Regions from separate parts of the Mus musculus genome. Here regions 2 and 3 are each linked to region 1. The links are chromatin contacts, called in public capture Hi-C and promoter capture Hi-C maps. All regions are on one chromosome and are shown on one strand. The core of a region is the stretch at or near the end of the contact, and the rest is flanking DNA. Distances in the headings are between cores, read along the strand shown.

Region 1 (3,374 bases), core at 489-2,988:
GTTCACAGTTCTGGTCCTGGCCTCCTGGAGACCTATCAGGACGCTCCAACTTAAGTGTGTCTCAGTGTTCCAAGTTCACCCAAAGATCACCGAGTGCAAAGATCATCCCATGATCCTAAAACGCATGCCTCGTATTGGCACAGACCAAGATCAGAGTTAGATGACAGAGTTAGATGGCACAGAGTTCGATGACAGATCCCACCTGTCCATTAGCTTTCATGGCCCAGTGTTGTTCCTAGAAAACCGCTGGTAGTCACTACATGATTGCTATGTCCCAAGCTCTTCCAACCTTGGAAGCTAACTAAGATGGCACTGTTTCCACTGCCCTCGTTGTATATGGAGAGATGCATTTGCTCCACTAGTTTTTACCATACTCGCCTCAGTTCTGAACTCAGTCTGTGGAGAACTGCACTCTTCTACCCCTACCCTTCCTAACATCCCCTACCACCAGGTCCACACCCTCTTCCGCTGAAACCACAGCTCATGCTATCGGGGGTGGGGGTTGGGGGGGGGGAACTCTTTAAGAAGCCAAGTGGTAAATGAGGAAAATACCTAAAAAAAAAAAAAAAAGCCAAGTAGTAGTGACACACCCCTTTAATCCCAGCACTTGGGAGGCAGAGGCAGGTGGATCTCCAAATTCGAGGCCAGCCTGATCTACAGAGTGACTTCCAGGACAGCCAGGGCTACACAGAGGAACCCTGTCTTCAAACAAAGCAAAGCAAAACATAACAGATCTCAAGCAGGGTGTAGTGCCATCGTGCCTGGATTGTCAGCACTCTGAAGGGCAAAGCAGGAAGAATCTGAGTCCCAAGGCCAGCATGCGCTACATAGTGAGACCCTGTCTAAAATTCTTAAAAAGCAGATTCCAGATGACAATCCTTCTTGCTCCCCCAGGACAAAGTCTGGAGAAGTCACTAGCACCAAACCTACTAGTTCAGGGATGTACCCTACTCTCTCAGTCTTTATCTCTTAACCTTTGATCAGCTGTCCTTCCGTGACACTGAATAGAGCCCATCTGTCCAAACTTCCTCCCAGCCGAACCACTGACCCTTTAATCATACAGAATTATGGCAAGTCTAAGCGGAGCAATACACTGGGCTACTGAGGCCTGCATGGAGCCTGCATCGGAGCTAGTGAGGAGACAACTGACATACAGAAAGTCAGGCAGTATAGAATTGATCAGATAATTAAGGGAAGGTGTCTCAGAGGAGCTGACGTTTGGGCCAGGAAAGAATCAGGAAAGTGCTGGCCTGATTAACGGATATTCCACGGCCACTCCAAATACTACTCACACTTTCCCTCACTTTTGAGGAAGCGCCTGGGAACCTGGCGCCCAGACCAGGCTGGCCACCTCATCGGAGGGGCGTGGCAGTGAACAGATTTGTGAAGCTCCCACTTCGGCCACTTACGGTGAGGCTGCCACACTCGGGACTCCAGGGAAGCCACCCTCCCCCGCCCCACGAGGGCCAGTGGGCAGCCGCAAGCATGCAGGGGCTCTGCAGGTACCACTCGCCCAGCCCGGCTCTCGGTTCCGGTGCCCCAGAGAAGAAGCGCGCAGCCCGCAGCCCGCGGCCACAGAGCAACTCCAGTCAGAGCTCGGAGGCTGTCACCCACTGTTCAGCTAGGAATACCGAGGCAGGCCACCTCTACGCGGGCCGCAGGCAGGGCAAGGGACAAGCTCAGCACTCACCGCACAGTGGACGCCATGTTCACTCGGCGCTAGCGTCACGTGGAGTGCAGCGTCAGCTGAACCAGCTAGGGTTCCTCTGAGGAGGACGGGGCGGGGCCAGGGCGGGATTTTTAATGGGCGTGGTGGCTTCAGTCCCTCCCACTCCAGCTCCGGACTTCACACCCTTAAGTGGAGGAGTCCTGCAGCTGATTAAGCATCTCAGATTCCCACAAGAAACTAGAAGGAACTTGAGCAGCAACCCAGAAGGCTTTCCCTCTTGGGAAGAAGTGTCCTGAGACAGGAGATCAATTGATTCTAGGTTAGCCCCTGACCTTGTGTGTATGTTGCCGCCCACCCGCGAGAAGAACATACAAGAATAAAGAAACCATGGGGATCCACTTCTGTATCATTGGGAATAGAGGCCCCTTGGTCTTGCAAACTTTATATGCCCCAGTACAGGAGAACGCCAGGGCCAAGAAGTGGGAGTGGGTTGGTAGGGGAGCGGGGGGGGGGGGCGCATAGAGGACTCTTGGGATAGCATTTGAAATGTAAATGAAGAAAATATCTAATAAAAATTTTTTAATTTTAAAAAATAAATAAATAAATATTTATTCATATGGTAAAGAAAAAAGAAAAAAGAAACCATGGGGAGGAGGGCCAAAGATGATGGAGAGCTGGGACAACTGGAGTAATAGAAGCCTCCAGCATTCAGGAAAGGGAGTCTGGGGAGAAAGTCTCTGGCTGAGAGATAAGCAAGGCCTTCAGGGTCTTGTATATAAGTTGGAGAGTTAAATCTAATAGGCTCTAGTCCAAACCTCCTCAAGTGCAAGATGGAGGAGCTGAAGAAAGAGAAGCAGGGGCAGGGGCAGAGCAGGGGAGGGGAGGATGAGGTGGGGAATAGCAGAGCTGAGCCCTGGTGATAGAGGAGAGTCCTACAGAGAAATGAGCATCAGAAGGCAGGCACTGCCCTCCTTACTCTCAGCACTTAAAGACACTGGTTCAAGTGCTTTGCAGATGTTAGCACCACTGCTCACAGTGGTCTCACAAAAGCCCCATGAGGAAGGCAGGTGCTGTCTTAGCACCATCTTACAGAGGAGGAGACTAAGGTCCAGAAGGGTAAGCAACATGCCTGACCTCACACAGACTCTTGAGAACTTGGACACACACACACACACAGAGTGCATTAGCTCCATCTTCAGCTAAAGAGTCTCGACTCCCTAATAAGGGACGCCTTTTTAAAAATAGCAGAGGAGGAGCAGGTTTGTAGTAGGAAAGCCTGCCCCCAGCTAATCACAGCCCCACTTCTTTTGACATAAAATATGTCAAAATTAAACCAACTGCCAGCTTAATGCTTATTAATGTGTAAAAGAAGTAATTATCCTAAATATTTACAGAAGAGAGGCAGAGAACACCCAGCCATTGAACGGAGCACTCTTTCTGTAGTGTTAACCGGGAAGCACTACCCACGGCTCCTGCCCACCCAGGCCCATCTGCACAGTGGGCCTCGAGGCAGGGTCTGCTCTGACAGTCGGTTTTTTTCTGTGTCAGACACCTGCTGCCTCTCCCCGCCCCTCCCCATCAGAGGCTCCAGCAGGACCGGCCCCTCCCCCACTCTTGCTCAAGACCCTCTCCAGCAAGCCTGACCACATCCCTCGCTGCTCTCTATCAGACTCCATCATGGCCCTGCCACGTATCACAACTCCGC
Region 2 (3,374 bases), core at 367-2,866, 420 kb before region 1:
TTCATCCTCTCTGACTTCCTGCCTTCTCCCCACCAAGAAGCTGCCACAGGTCCACCAAGCCATCTGTTCAGAAGACAAACAATCTAGCAAGAACTGATATCCCACAAAGAGACAGCAACTTGCTGGAGGCTGTAAAGCAATTTTGTGGGGGTGGCAGCCAGGCCCTAGGGCCTTAGGTTGGACATCTTGAGATTCCCAGGCCAAGCAACCTCCTGCAATTCTGGCCTGTGATCCTCTGGCCCAAATGCCACACATAATTAGAAGTTATAATCCTGTAATTCCATGATGACATCTTTCAACTTAAATATACTTTAAAACTTTTTTAAATGCCAAAAGGAACTTTAAAAATTGCCCACTGTCCCCACCTGTCTCCAGATTTCCCTCTTTTCTATTACTACTTCACGTGTGAGCAAAAGTTCTTTAAGATGCCAGAGTCCCGCGGGAGAAGGAAGCTGCCAAGCCCATTTACGAACAATTAAGAATTGATTGCTCTGTGGGAAGCAGTTTCACTTCCCTATTCATGACTGCTCGCTGCGCCTTCGATCGTATCAGTTAGAAAAATATCCACGACAATCTCTCAACCCACCAGGTGATCCTTGGCCAAAGTCCAAAAGCTATTTTTAGACTCTCTAGGGACCCAAGAGGAAGGTGAGGAGTCTGTCACAGTGATTCGCACCTCTAAAGTGCCTTTGAAAGCCAGCAGCTGTTGGGCAATCCCAGCACCGCTGTGGGCGCCTAATGGGGTCGCTTTTGAGGAACTGAGTTCCAGGGCGAAAGGCAGTCGCATTAATTGCCCAGGAGCGCCAAGACGTGCCAAGCGCGCAGAGTCCAGTCTCGCCCTCTCGGTCTCTCGGACAACCAAATACAGATAAATCCACTTTGGAAGAGTGAGACTCCGGTTCTCTGGCTCTCTTGGGCGAGGACAAACGAAGGGGCACGCCCGAGGTCCCCTTGCAGCATCCACTCTCCCTTACCAAGAAGTCGAAGGGGGCCAACGCTGAAAGCACTTGGGAGGCAAAAGAGCAAAACTCGCCCTCCAGATGCACCATGGCTAAGCGCTCGGGTGGAAACTGAGCTGCGGTATAAGTGCAGAGGGACCGACCGAGCTCGCCAGCGTGGCCAGGAGCTGGTCCTTTCCCCACCAGCGCGAGAAGCCTGGCAGGGCCATCCGGATCACCTCCCCAGGTTCCCACCTGCGTGTGGCTTGCCTGTGCACCTGCACGCCCCAGCCCGGCTGCCATCTGCTCGGGGCTCCAAGCCCCGCGCAATCAATCCCCTTTCGACCCCCCTTCTCCGCCCTTCGGCCCGCACCAACTCTGCGGGTCTCTCCCTTCTCCTTCCCCTCCCCCTCCAGTCCAAGCCGACCCCCGCCTCAAGCCCCTTCAGCACGCTCCGCAGTTTGCCAGGACAGAGAGAGAGGGTCTGTTGACTCGCCACTCACCTTTCGAAAGTAGTCGTCACCCTCTTTCTCCAGCGGCTGGGGAGCCGCGGGTAGCAGCGTATCGGTCATGCTGGCAGCGCGGGAGTCCAGGGTGAACTGAGGTGCAGTGGCTACTAAGGGCCCCAGGAGGCGCCGGGACCCGCCCCCGCTCCCGCCCCGACCAGCCAGCCGCCCTGCCGCCCCGCCCGAGCCCTAGAGCGCCAGATATCTGGAGCTCCGCCCCTCTTAGCAAGACCTGGACCTAGGCAGATCCCGAGCCTGGAACTCAGTTCTGCCACCTAGGCCCCGCCTTCAGCCTCCCAAGAGGCGAATCCCAAGCCCTACAGTTCCGCCCCCCGCATTTGCAGTCCTCCTGCATCCCAGAGTGAGCCCCACCCCTGATCTCTGGAGCCACGCCCCATCTCGCCTAGGCCCCGCCCCTCCACCATCCAGTCCTACCGGAGGCGGATACCTAACTCTGTAGCCTCGCCCCGCTCAACTAAGGCCCCGCCCACAACACGCACGGTCCTCCTCCAGCCCCGCCCGAGGCTGAAGCCAGAGCCCTGAAGCCCTGCCCTTGATTGTATAGACCGCGCCCCTGCCCCATGCAAGTGTTAAGTGCTGTCTGCCGCGAGTCTAGAATGGAGCTCTTGCTGAGCCTTCGATCTTAATCTGAGTGTTGTTCACAGCTCACTACCTTGTGAGCGTTAAGGTGGCGCAGCCAGCGGGATCGGGGTTTCAGCAAACGTAGCGAAACCCAAATTCGCCCTTTCTCTGGAGCCCTAGGAATAGTAAATGCAGAGAACTAAATACGTTTGCTTTCCCACTCAGGGACGCGGACATTCATGACCAGTTCATTCGCTGCTCGGAAGCTTTTAAAGGCTCTGGCCAGGAAGGACGGAAAGCTGTTTGCAGGAGAGGAGGCCTCCGAGCGCTTGGGTAGCAGAAGTCGTCGGGAGAGGGGGCCACCTACTGAGCAGGCTTTGTGCACAGGAATTCTGCAGGTGTCTTTAAGGATGCCAGAGTTCCCAAACTCGGTTTTCTCAGTTCTCAAGCCCAAGTGATTTTTTCTCTGGCTGGTCTCGTGTTATAGGTATCGATGTGGTTAGTACAGGAGTAGCAGGGGGTTCCTTAGGCTCGGGGTTCGCGGAACCTCCTACTGGAGAGTAGGTAAACTGGCGTCGGATATTGGTAGCACATCGGGCTACATCTGCAGGAGCCTAGAGCCCCCAGCCTGTAGACTCCTTCCTCACCGCCGCCACCACCACCAAAAAACACCTTTGTCTTCTGCCTTTGGAGGTCTGTGGGTCGCAGTGTAAACCTCAGATTCGGCTTTCAAAACTAACCAACCGTTTTCATGCTCTTTAAGAAGTGTTTTAGGGGCCAGGGGCGTTTAATTTCAGGACTCAGGAGGCAGAGACAAGCGGGTCTCAGAGCCAAGGCTACACAGAGAATCCTTGTCTCGAAAAACAAAAACAAACAACAAAAATGGTGTTAGTATGGCTGCAGAGGTGGCTCAGAGGATAAAAGTGCTTGCCGCTCAGCCTGACAACCTGAGTTCCATTCCCTGGAACCCATAGGGTAGAAGGTGCAAAAAAGAACTTCCACAGGTTCTCTGACCTCACACGTGCGCCATGGCACATGCATTCCCCCTCCAACCCCCCAGCAAACACACAAAATAAATAAATGTAAAAACATCGAAAGTAAATAAATATATATTTAGACGGTTCGAGAGGTTTAAAATAAGTTCTTGAAAATAAACAAAAGCAACAGCTTAACATACGTTAAAAAGTTAAAAAATAAATAAATATATAAATAAATTCACCAGGTCATGAGAAAAGGGCTACTTCAGTCTAAGAAAGGTCCTGCCAACGGACGGGACGTGATGGTTCACACACTGTGATCTCCATGCCTTTCCAGAGGCTGAAAGAGCACTACTGTTGAGTTTGAGGCT
Region 3 (3,374 bases), core at 555-3,054, 300 kb before region 1:
TACCTGGGTAATGCTCTCAGGATTCATCCACGTGTCATCATACATCAGAATGTCCATCTTCCTAGACTGAGTATATTCCATTGCCCAGGCCAGTGTGCCACATCACAGCTGCTCATTAATCTGCCAAAGGATGCTTTGATTGCTTCAATGTTTTATCAATAATGGTGAATGGTGTATAGGAACCCCTGCTTTAAACTCCAAATATGTACCCAGAAATGGAATTCTTGGCTTAGATAATATGTATGTATATGTATATATGTGTGTATACATGTGTTATATATGGATATAGATGTATACATATACACACATGTGTATATGTGTGTGTATGTATATGTAGCTGGCACACACACACACACACAGAAAGAGAGAGAGAGAGAGAGAGAGAGAGAGAGAGAGAGAGAGAGAATCCATGCCATTCTGCTTGTTTCTTTCTTCCTTTCTTTCTGGGGTCATGGTGGTACAGGTCTGGTCATAAACTCAAAAATTCCTCTTCTGGATTATGGGCTATTTGCAATTGCAATGTTATGTGTGATGCTTGCATGTGCCACCAAGTATTTTGCTTGCATGTGTCTATGTGAGCTATACATGTGCCTGGTGCCCGAGGAGGCCCGAAAAGGCTGTCAGACACCCTGGAATCGGAAGTGTAAACCAACGTGGGTGCAGGAACCGAACTCAGGTCCCCTGGAAGATCAGCAAGAACTTTTAACCACTAAGCTACCTGTCCAACCGCCGCCCCCTCATTACCCGATTTTAAAAACCCTTTAATACTTACTGGGAAAATCTACTCTGGCATAATCACAAAAGGCTTAGAAGGAGAACAAGAAAGCACAGAAAGACTCAGAGTTCCCCCAAAGAAACACTTTTGGTTCCTGTACAGTGAAAATGAAGTTAACGAATTCCTGTGTCCACAGCTTTCACTAATGGACCGTTGTTTCCCTCAGCCTTCATAATCTTAATGAGTGGCAGTGCTTGTGAGGGCACGCACAAAAGCTAAAGACCATGGGTGTGTGTGTGGAAGGTGAGGCTCACCCCAGCTTGCGGAGCCTCCTTGCTCGGGGGTATTTGGGGACCTCTGATTTAGCATCAGTTTTAAAGAACAGCTGACCTCAATTGACCCCAACTCCTCAATTCCTCTTCCAAGTTCATTCTGGTTTTTGCCTCTCCTGGATTCAAACCCTTGGTTGACAGGTTGTCTCCAGACTACAACCACACGCTTAAAAAGCATACATCATCGCGGTTCCCTAGAGGATGAGGGGGTAACTGAGCTGGTCAGGGGCACAACTGGGTGTCCAAAGTCCTCTCAGGGTTCTCATCAATGTCTCCACACAGGCCTCACTTTTTACAAGGGAGCCACTTTAGAGACAGGATGAGGTAAATGAGAAGGACAGAGGGCCAGCAGGAGGAGAGAATTCCCAAAGCAAATCAGCCAGGAACGCATTGCATTAGGAAGAAGTCAGGTCCCAACCTTGGGCCTCGACTCATTGTCTTGGCCCCCATCAGCCCTTTCCACGCCATCCCACCTCAGTCTCCCTCTCTTCCCCAGCACAGTCGCCTGGCTTCGGGAAAGAGACCAGATCTTGGGATCAAAGGGCGAAGGCGAGCGCTTCCCCGGACCATAGGCGCAATGCCAGCCCTAATCGCTGAGCCAAGGTTCAGAGCTAGCGGGTTCCGGTCGGAGCCGCGTGCGTGGAGCTGTCCAGCACCCCGAGGCGGGGCGTGCGCCCCCCGGCCCGCCCCAGCCTCCTCCGCCCGCCCTGTCAGCGCCACTGCGGCTCGGCGGGCGCGTCACGTGGCTAGCGCGGCGCGGCCTCCCGGCTCCGGGCTTAGGCGAGGGGCCGGCCGGGAGGACGGACGGACCGAGCGACGCACCCTCGTAGGCACCGTGCGGCGCAGCGCGGGCGGCCCGGGGACCGACGGGCAGGGCGCGCCGGGGCATGGGCGCGCCGGAGGTCTCGGTGCGCAGGCCGGGCTGGGCGCGCCGGCCGGGGCTCCGGGACAGCGGCGGGCGAGGGTCTTCCCTGGCGACCGCCGCTGAGCCCCCGCGGGGCCCGTGACGCCGCGGCCGATGTGGCCCCGCGCGTTGCGGGCCTGCACCGCCGCCGCACAAAGACGCCGCCGCAGCCGCCGCCCGCACCCGGGCCGCAGCCGCCGCGCCAGCCCTAGCCCCAGGCGGAGCCCCGGCCGCAGGGCAGCAGGCGTCCGCGCGCGGCCCGCCCCGGCATGGAGAAGCGCGCGGCCGCGGGGCCGGAGGGGGCGCCGGGCGCCAGGGCGCCGCTCGCAGTCGTCTGCCTGGGTGAGTGGGCCGCGAGGGGCCGGGCGGGATGGGAGGGCTTGGAGCCTGCACTGCGATGGCTTCCGCGCCCAGGCACCCTTGGGCTGCCGAGGAGGGAGCCTCCCACCACAGCAGAACCCCAGGCCCGGAGCTGGGGGACGAGAACGCTGGCCTTGGGTTCCTGGGAGAGGCTGGGGTCTTCCTGATGCTTTCCAGCCCGGCCTGCCTGAGTGGTGCTCTGGCTTCCAGAGCTGTGGACAAAGGCCTGGACTACTGCTCCCTAAAGAAGGAACCCTTTCCTGCCTGGAGTCCTGGACAGGCCTGGGAGCTAGCCAAAAGATGGGGACTCAGCATGGGGGCTTGTGGCGGGGGGGAGGGAGGCAGATGTGAGAACTCATTTTCCCATTGTGTCTTCCCAGACCCAGATGGTCATAGGTCGGTTCATCCCTGATGGGGGTTGGGGGGGGGGGTCTGAGTCTGTTCCGGGGAGGGCCAAGAACCCGCCAGGACTGGAACCTAGGTTAGAAGGCTCCTTCCCTGACCAGGAAAAATTTCTGTCCACTTTCCCAGAGCCCATTGCAGGAGAGGGGAAGGAAGGAGTTAAATCCCCAACCCACATGGTTCTTTATTTACCTTGATGAAGGAGGGAGGCCCTTAGAAGAGCTGGGTCATTAGGGGACACCCAGTGATATCACTGTTGAGGGCCTAGGAATGTGACAGGCTCCCTAAAACCACTGAAGTGACAAAGTTGTGAGGGGTGTGGGGCAGCTCTTTCTTTTTAAACTGTAACTCTCATCTGGCCTCCAGGAATAGAGAAGGGTGAGTGTCCAGGAGAGGACTACTGCACAGGCTATGTGAGCTAATCTAAGCAGTGGCTTATATGCCCTGAGTTCCTGCTTCACCTGCTGCTAGTGGTCACTGTGTCTGGGTCCTGGCTATTGTGTTTCCCAGGTGGGCAGGGCAAAGGTGAGGGCTTCCTTGCTCAGGAGATGCCCGTGTCTGGGTCTAACAGAACCAGAATGCCCTGGGGGTGCAGATGGGGTGAATACCCCTATTTCTTCATCAAATGTAGAATCACTGCTCCTGAGATGAGTGCCTCAAT

Evidence for each region. Promoter capture Hi-C pulls out the DNA fragments that hold promoters and counts their contacts. Capture Hi-C pulls out chosen DNA fragments and counts their contacts.
Region 2: a capture Hi-C map of macrophages shows a contact between it and region 1, with 5 times the contacts expected there. The contact joins the promoter of Rhpn2 here to the promoter of Pepd in region 1. A contact is called at or near these places in 1 of 39 promoter capture datasets (pre-B cells), 2 of 484 Hi-C or Micro-C datasets (CD4 T cells and regulatory T cells), 1 of 115 datasets of contacts at active chromatin or transcription factors (pancreatic cancer cells) and 3 of 9 other capture datasets (adipose tissue, liver and macrophages).
Region 3: a promoter capture Hi-C map of the HPC-7 cell line shows a contact between it and region 1. The contact joins the promoter of Lrp3 here to the promoter of Pepd in region 1. A contact is called at or near these places in 7 of 39 promoter capture datasets (the C10 cell line, the HPC-7 cell line, HPC-7-derived erythroid cells and 4 more), 1 of 115 datasets of contacts at active chromatin or transcription factors (embryonic stem cells) and 3 of 9 other capture datasets (adipose tissue, liver and pancreatic islet).

The regions. Positions count from the first base shown.
Region 1 is chr7:34,910,771-34,914,144 of GRCm38.p6, reverse strand. Pepd (peptidase D) reads right to left here and starts at 1,738. Exons shown (of 15, transcript NM_008820.2): 1 at 1,691-1,738. The coding sequence starts at 1,707.
Region 2 is chr7:35,332,479-35,335,852 of GRCm38.p6, reverse strand. Rhpn2 (rhophilin, Rho GTPase binding protein 2) reads right to left here and starts at 1,616. Exons shown (of 15, transcript NM_027897.4): 1 at 1,442-1,616. The coding sequence starts at 1,510.
Region 3 is chr7:35,213,775-35,217,148 of GRCm38.p6, reverse strand. Lrp3 (low density lipoprotein receptor-related protein 3) reads left to right here and starts at 1,804. Exons shown (of 8, transcript NM_001024707.2): 1 at 1,804-2,293. The coding sequence starts at 2,221.